Linked DNA regions of Gossypium hirsutum: region 1 is linked to region 2. The links are chromatin contacts, called in public Hi-C maps. All regions are on one chromosome and are shown on one strand. Each heading gives the region's core, a stretch centred on a gene start, on an enhancer-like site or on the middle of the called end of the contact. The rest is flanking DNA. Distances are from core to core; before and after follow the strand shown.

What was found. A called contact is a pair of places that touch in the nucleus more often than the background predicts.
Region 1: a Hi-C map of leaf shows a contact between it and region 2, with 3 times the contacts expected there. The contact joins the promoter of LOC107908463 here to the promoter of LOC107908466 in region 2. A contact is called at or near these places in 15 of 34 Hi-C or Micro-C datasets (anther, callus, hypocotyl and 2 more).

What each region holds. Positions count from the first base shown.
Region 1 is chrD02:43,858,598-43,862,680 of Gossypium_hirsutum_v2.1, forward strand. It overlaps LOC107908463 (peptidyl-prolyl cis-trans isomerase CYP23), which reads right to left and starts at 2,604. Exons shown (of 8, transcript XM_016835636.2): 1 at 2,188-2,604; 2 at 1,830-1,943; 3 at 1,581-1,729; 4 at 1,415-1,487; 5 at 1,222-1,311; 6 at 513-552. The coding sequence starts at 2,373. It overlaps LOC107907641, which reads right to left. Exons shown (of 5, transcript XM_041088660.1): 3 at 3,686-4,016; 4 at 3,428-3,607; 5 at 2,977-3,283. The coding sequence starts at 3,733. The coding sequence ends at 3,113.
Region 2 is chrD02:43,724,301-43,728,455 of Gossypium_hirsutum_v2.1, forward strand. LOC107908466 (sucrose transport protein SUC3) reads right to left here and starts at 2,617. Exons shown (of 14, transcript XM_016835642.2): 1 at 2,176-2,617; 2 at 1,476-1,541; 3 at 921-1,019; 4 at 769-833; 5 at 566-650; 6 at 458-491; 7 at 187-286; 8 at 1-76. The coding sequence starts at 2,481. LOC121214682 (a long non-coding RNA gene) reads left to right here and starts at 2,387. Exons shown (of 2, transcript XR_005910303.1): 1 at 2,387-2,528; 2 at 2,613-3,055.

The DNA of each region.
Region 1 (4,083 bases), core at 1,354-3,853, 130 kb after region 2:
TAGAAGATCCCATAATGGTTTATCTTACTCTACAATAGGTTTTTGCAAAGTGCAAATCTTTGTGGTCCCTTCCAGGTGCAAGGCAGTACAAGTGGATGGTGTAATGATAGATTTCATACCTTATTAAAATATATACAGAGAAAATAATGCACTGAACTCCATGCTTTTGTTGTACGTTAAATGCTCATGACATCAAGGAATACATGCAGTCATTATGCAACCTTTTACCTAATATCTTGTCAATGCTGTAGAACATAATTACTTATGTCACATCTTAGAAAAATCCCCAGATAACTGCATCACATAACCAGCTTCACGATATCCTGGAAAGCTGAAGTGCTCATATTTTTTAATGCAATATAGTGATCAAAATTATTGTCCATGGAATAGTTTATGTTACTATAATGAATTACATGCAAGGATATATTTCAGCAATGACATGAATGTACCCTTAACCATCCTTGAAATGCAATTATAGAACAAAATGCCATAAGAGGCTGATTAGTTCTCACCATAATAGTAGGATGAAAGAATCGTGATGCGCTCCACAGGCTGGGAAAGACAAACAAAAGTAAATTAGTATTCACAGCAGAAAAAGATGGCATGGACTAGAATCAGCCACAAATTGCAATATTAATTACTTGTTTTCTAAATTCCTATCAGATTAGTTGAACAGAGGATAGAGAAAAGGCCAAACTTTTAAGATAAAATGTAAGAGTACAGTTACAAAGGAATAACCAAGACAGAGATCCTGGACAGGACAGATTTTTGTGCATGAGTGCTGAATAAGAAGATTATAACTGATCAGCAAACTAGCTACATTAAGCTCTATACATCACAGTGAAAGTTGTATGATTATATAACCAGTTCCTGATTTACAACTGTATGTTGCTCATGTTAGTGTCTCCTCTCTTGCTTTATCTTTTTCTTTTCCCTCTTTCTATGGATTATTTAAAAATAAGAATAATATTACTAAGAGGTAAATTCCCTATTTACGAAAATGAAAGAAAAGAGGCCATAAAGGTGAAACAAGAATAGCTAACAATCAAGGAAACTGGTCAATCCTGAGAATTCTCAACTGGTAAGTAAGGACTCATACTATGGAGTAAAATGTTAAAAATCATGATGGATCCACCATGACAACAGTTCTCAAAGGTAAAAAGCATCTTAAATTTTCTAGTACATTACAAAGAAAAACCAGAAAGAGCATCACATTTATACCATTACAAAGATCCCCTCACGATGAGTAGGAAGTTCCTCAAGCTTTCGCAAAGTCTCATCACCTTTAGTGACTTTCCCAAATATTGCATACTTGAAAAGATAAACAGAAAGTCATGTAATAGGTATGCTATTTGTCAAATAAGATTCTGAAATAATCATTCACAATGATGCATAGCAAGTGTGACTGGAATACCTGCCCATCAAGATGAGGAGCATCTCCAAGAAGTATTGAAAACGAGGACTGTGCACTGTCTGGATCAGAATATCTACACCAAAGCAGAACTCGGGGTCATATAAATACATAGAAAATGTATAAAATTAAATTAAATATGAACTCCCAATACATAAGGTGTTTTTACCTCCCCATAGAGAGAATACCTCTCACGTGTTTTACATCACTAAATTCACCAACAATTGTCTTTTCAGCTTCCTTTCTTTGCTCCTCATTCATGGGAGCTGATCTTCCACTTGCAACATCTGCCACTTGGGCTACAAACCCCCTATCAACCTGCAACAATTTTAAATATGTATAACCTCACCCACACCTCAAAATCAGATTAATTAACAACCAAAGACCAAAACCAGTGTTTTCAAGTTCTACCACTCACTCTGAAGAAGTGGTTGGTGTTATAGCAACCAAGACGCACAAGCTTAAAAATGTGATCAACAGTTTTCGGTGCAACACTAGGGTAAAATCCAAATTCAATATCTCCATAATTTGTCTGCACCACAACCAAAAGTTCAGAAAATAACATCAAACAAACTCACAAAATCGAATACCTTTCACACTGGCATTACCAACAACAACTCCCATTTATTACATAATTCACTAAATATAAAACACAAGTACTGGGAAAACTGGGGTAGATAATATGGGAACTGAATGCTGGAATTAGTGGAGTTAAGAAATATATATATGTATATATATATAGGTGAAAGTGAAGTGCAAAGGCAAAAAGAAAGAACCTGGAAAACAACACGAGGCGAGCTTAGCTGGGGTTCTTCAGCCAAAGCACCAACATTAGTAATTACAAATACTAAACTCACCCACCATAAGATCTTCATCTCTTCTTTTCTCCTAGTCTTAGATTCTCTTTTCAACCTTCTTGGCGCTTGATCTAAACTTGCATTTGTCAACTCCCAAACTTTCATTTGACCCAAAATCTATTCTGCCTAAAATCATTTCTTTAAAAGGGGCAACACTAAATTCAGCCGGGTCTTTGAACTACAATAACAACGCCGGGTAGAAGATGGATAGATCATAGTGAATGGTCCAATTTGCTTATGCTTATAAGATCCAGAAGGGCCCAAATGGCTTATTGATCCTAGTATTGCCAATGCATTCATACGACTCCAATGAGTCCCAATATCTTCAATCATTTTGGGTGGAAAATAATTTCTGAAAAATAATTTATTTTAGAAAATGATTTATTGAAAATATTTTTTAGTGTTTAGATGAATTTGTGTAAAATGTTTTATGTTGTTTGGCAGATTTCCTGAAAATATTTTTCAGAAAAGTTATTTTTATATATATTAATAAATCTATATACATATTAATAAATTTTTATATTTTAAATTGTTTTTACCTATATTGCAATGATTTATTTATAAATAAATAAATTAAATTAAATATATAATAATACTCAATTATTAAGCCATAATATTAACCGTCATAAATTGAAAACAACCAAAGTCAAATAAATTATTTGTAATTGTATTAAAAAAAATAAAAAACAAGAATTGAATAATTATAAATTTAGCTTCCAAACCACAATTAATACTAGAAATTAATAATATTATCCAAATGTATAATTAGTGATACACCACATAATAACAACAACATTGTCCAAGTGCATAACTAATATTACACCATATAAAAGTATCAAATTCTTCAACCTTGAGAAAATTTTTGAAGCCAAATTTGTTTATGCTTCTTACTTTTAACTAAAAAAACTTTGGCCTCGAATTCATGACTCACTAGATAATCAAACACAGAACACAAGAAGTCATCATCAAATCCTTCTTCCTCCATCGACATCACTTGTTCGTAAAGCTGTGGTGTCTTATCCGCAGTAAATTGTTCCAAAGCATTAGCAATTTTGCCAAGTTGTTCACCCACAAATTTAATTTGTTCATCAGCGACACTTTATTGAACATTTTTTCTTTTACGTTTGGATGTGCCAGATAAAGATACATTTGTTCTTACCTCTTCAGCCTCTTCATTGTCGCAGCCTACAGGCACTGAATCTTGGTTACCATCATCCAAATCTATGTCAGCAAATGTTCTGGAAAAACTCTCTGTTCCCATATCTTTGCCAACAACCAAAGCCATTTCATCATAATGATCAATGCTTTTATTCAAAAATGGTTCATACTTCTTGTGTGCCTGTTGGATATTATACACAATTAGAATAACAAGTAAAAAACAATTGAAATATACTTAACATATATATACATATATTACCATCGCTGCTACATCATCTGTCGCTCTATCACATGTGATCATTTTCATGTTATCATCCCATCCAAAACCACTTTCACCTCGAATTTTGTATATAATCTGCTACTGATTTTTTATAGTCCTCAAATGATTTTCCACGTACTTCGCATTACATTGGACTTGGAATCTTTCAGAAATAGCTTTGACAACTCGATTAATAGAAATTGCTCTGAAAGTATTAGAAGGCTTATTTCCTTTTTAGGCCTCCTCTGCTAGAATTTCAAGAAAAACATGTTCCATCAGTTTTGTCCACCTGAATTGCTTGGAGGTCTCTTCTTTGTTGCTCTTACCCATTCTACATTAATACTTGTCATTGTCAATCATTTCAATATCCAACAAGCTTAAAACATAATAAATTCAAT
Region 2 (4,155 bases), core at 1,367-3,866:
TACAGCAACAAGAAATGCTGCTTTCAAATTGGCACAGGCTTCACAGCAAGCTCTGTTTTCCAAGAATGGAAACCATCTGAATTGAGACAATTTGCAAGAACTAGATCAACATATAAATTCACTTAATAACTTTGCGTCAATAATTGCTTGTTTCATCACAACAAAAACACAGGAAAAGATTGTCACCTGTGCCAACTCCCACTAGCACCAGCTGAAAATCCCAAGATGTTTCCAACAGCCATCCACGAGCAAAATATAGCATTTGAAGAATTATGTTGATCAGGACCTAAAACATAGACATCCAGAATCTTGTCATGCACAGTATTCAAATGTGTGTGGTATTATACGGCCTAGTAAATCGGAGGTATCAAACCTAAAACATCACAATGATATTATGTATAGACCATAACCGTTTTCTTTTTTTTTTTTCTTTTACTGTCTTAAGAAGGGAGCTCACCAGATAGATCAGCCAAAAGGGCACGAGCTGGTCCCTAGAAAAAATATAAGACTTCAACTATTAGCTCATGTGCATAAAATGAAGAATTAATTGTCATTTAAGGCTTACCTGCACTGTATTGTTAGCAAGATCCAACATCCAAAAGCCGATAACAAAGACAAAAGCCGCCCTTGTTCGTGTACCTTTAAATGTACTACATTGCATACATTATTTTGTCAATCTCTTTATTTTCTTGCAGCAGGAAAAAGAGGTGGGGGAGAGTGAGAGTTGGCTATAAGAGAAGAGAATGAATCAAAAGCAAAAGTGGAAACCTGCACTGCTCCTTCGTATCACCTAATAAGTATCCAATGTCTGCAGAAAACCCGATTATTATCACCTAGATTGCAAACCTTAGTTTAGAATATATATATATATAAAAACATAAACATAGCATAAAAGGAAAACAATCTTCTTTGGTGCTTACAGCAAGAGAGATCATGAGCGCTCCAGCAAGGATAAAAGGCCGCCTTCTACCATATTTGGAAGTGCATTTATCACTCCAAATACCAACACAAGGTTGAACCTAAGATCAAAATGCAAACAATTCTATAAATCATAAATGCAGATAGGTATTATTTATTCTGATTTTGTTTAACTCTAGTCATTTACATTTATCATGTGCCAACACATTTAAAAAAAATAGGCATTAAACACAAAGGTAGCCTGCTTCCTAATTTGCACAGACATACCGGGGGGGGGGGAGAGAGAATGGAAAATTGAATAAGCAAAGAAATTCTCTATTATGCAATCAAACAAATAAATGTTCTAGGGTACCCCCCATCTCTACCTTCTATAACAAAATAGGATACATGAAAGGTAGCCCCAACTATTTAGGAGTTAGTTCAAAATGCAGCACAAGCTATTACAGCAGATCTATCAAGTAACCACATTAAATATCATGTTACACCCATTAGGACTCAAAAATAAAGAGAGGGCAATAATATAGAAAAATACAGCAATATGGTTTCCCATCACCTACCACAAGACCAGTTATCGGACCACAGAGCCAAATAAATGAAGAAAAAGCATGCTCTATTCCAAGTGTCTGCATGAATCAACAAAATATACAGTAATCAGAGAAGCTCAGAGCGTTGAAAAGAAATACAGCCAAGGCTAAAAATAATAATAAATAAAGAGATAGTATTACATAAGCATTAAGCAAGAAGTTGACAAAATATTTTGAGAATTATTTTAATATGCAATTTATTCTTCAAAAAATGACTATAACATTCTTTTCTCTAACTAGTGCGTTTTAATTTATATTGTTAAAGATGATAAGTATTTTATTAGAAAAATTTCCAGAAAATGATAATAAAAGAAAATTTGCCTCTCAACGCCATGATCTCTCTTTCGCAACCTATAACTACACCAATAATTCTTTCTGCAGTACATGAAAACTAAGTAAATTAATGACTAAACAATAATGAAAAAGAATTGTAGCATCTACTATCTAACCAATTCAAGAATACCAACAAGAAGTGCACTTGCTGATTTTATTTTTCTATTTCCTACAGATAACCCCCCAATAACACAAAAATTGTCATTAAATGTAAACACGTTGCACCAAATTCAAACTTCAAAACATTCATAGTCACTAGCCTACTATTTTTCATTAAAATACTTAAACTAACATAAATTACAAGACTAAAGAGAAAAAAAATAAAGAGCATTGGAAAGACCTGAATGTAAGGAGTCAATAGCGATAGTTGTAAAGCCCAACCAAACTGAACCCCGGCGGCGACCGTACAACTAAGAACCAGAGTTATCAAGCTACAATCCTTAGATCCGGCATGGATCGGCGACGATAAGTTAGCGTTTCCATTGGGAACCCTCGAGGCAGGCGACGAAGAAGAAGCTGAAGGAGAGTTCGGAGAGGAATTTAGATCGATCCGAAAATGAGGATCGTCGGTCATTTCAACCTCCAATTCCTTGTTTAAATTCCTGTAGGGGAACCTGATGGGCACTGAGTCACTCATTCCCGCCATAACCTCTTTGGCTCAGTCTCTGATTATCCTTCACGAGTTAACCCAAGGTAAACCTTCGCATTAAAAAAATGAATACAAAATCAATCAAAATTAAAAGTTGAGGAATGAATGTGTTTCAAGATGATATTTAGGTTTAGGTGCAGGGTCCATGTTGATTTGTGTGATGTGTCGGTTGTGAAAACAAAAGTTTGCCATCAAAGGAAAAAGCGATGGGGGCGTTGATTAAGTGGGAGAAAAAGGATGTGATCAGGACCGTTGGTTTTAAGGGACTTTGTCATTTATTGAAGGGATGCTTTTCTTCTTCAGCAAGGGAAAAAGCACACCGACGACGAGTAATCGCCGGATGGACGCTGGAGTCAAGTTTACGGACAAGGTTACTATAATTAAATATAATAGAATGAAGGTAAACTAGATAAGTAAATTATTAGTAAGTTTTCATTTTGATCCTTTATTAAAAAGTTAAGAAAAATAGTCAAATTAAAAAGTTTTCAGTTAGATCATTGAGTTGCTAAAATTATTGTTGCATAGTATTCTCTGTTCACACTCTCTGCATTAATCAAAAGTTCTTTTTCTACTTTTCTTCTACAGTTCAATTTTTTTTCACGAAATAATTTTAAATATTACGAATTTACGAACTAAAATCAAAATAATTTTCTTTTTCTATTTTTGACACTAGCCACTAGATCAACTTGAATTTAAGGGTTTCTTTTAATTTGTTGATGGGTATTGATTTATAGTTCAATGACCATTTTGTAATCTTTTGAAGTTAAATGACCAAAATGTAAATTTACTAATAGTTTAGTAACCTTAAGTGTAGCATAAAGACGCTTACAAAAATATTTATTTGATTGTGGTTTCAAAATAGTCGGTTACTTTACTTATATATGAAAAATATCTTATATACTTTTTAAATTGATAAAAGTATTATAGAGGCACTTGTATTAACACCAGATTACATTTTGCCCTATTTACTTAAAAATGGACAAATTAATCCCTGTGCATTAGATCAAAGAGCAAAATGGTTCTTTTTTATTAAAAATTTCATCTATTTCTATTGCTAAAAATTAGCGTGGTTGACGGAATAACTAAACAATTACACGTAGCATGCTACATGCACCTTATGTTGGCGTACAGAGGCCAAGTTTTAACAATAGAATTTGATGAAATTTTTAATAGAATGATCAGTTTGCTCTTTGATCTAACGTATAATGACTAATTTACCTACTATTTTGAGTGGGGGGAGCAAAATGCAACCCGACTCCTAGTACAAGAGCCTCCATGGTACTTTTACCCTTTAAATTCTAGGGTAAAGCACAATAATAGTCACTCAAATATACACTTTATTCAATTTTGGTCACTTAACTATTTTTTTTTCATTTTAGTCACTTAACTTTTTAAAATTAAATATTTTAGTCATTCTTCCATTAATTATCGTTAACCAAGCAACGAAAAGATGATGTGGGCTTTTATTATTTTAATAATAAATTTAACTTTTTAATGTTTACATGTCCTATCAATTTGATTATAAATCTAAAAAATTTAACAAATTCTATTAAGAAACAATTGAAGCCTTTCTTACAGGGCAATTTTAAAGGGGAAGGTAAGGGTAGAGGTGCTCATGGGCCGGGCGGCCCGGCCCGACCCAACGGCCCGCCGAAATATGGGCTTGGACAA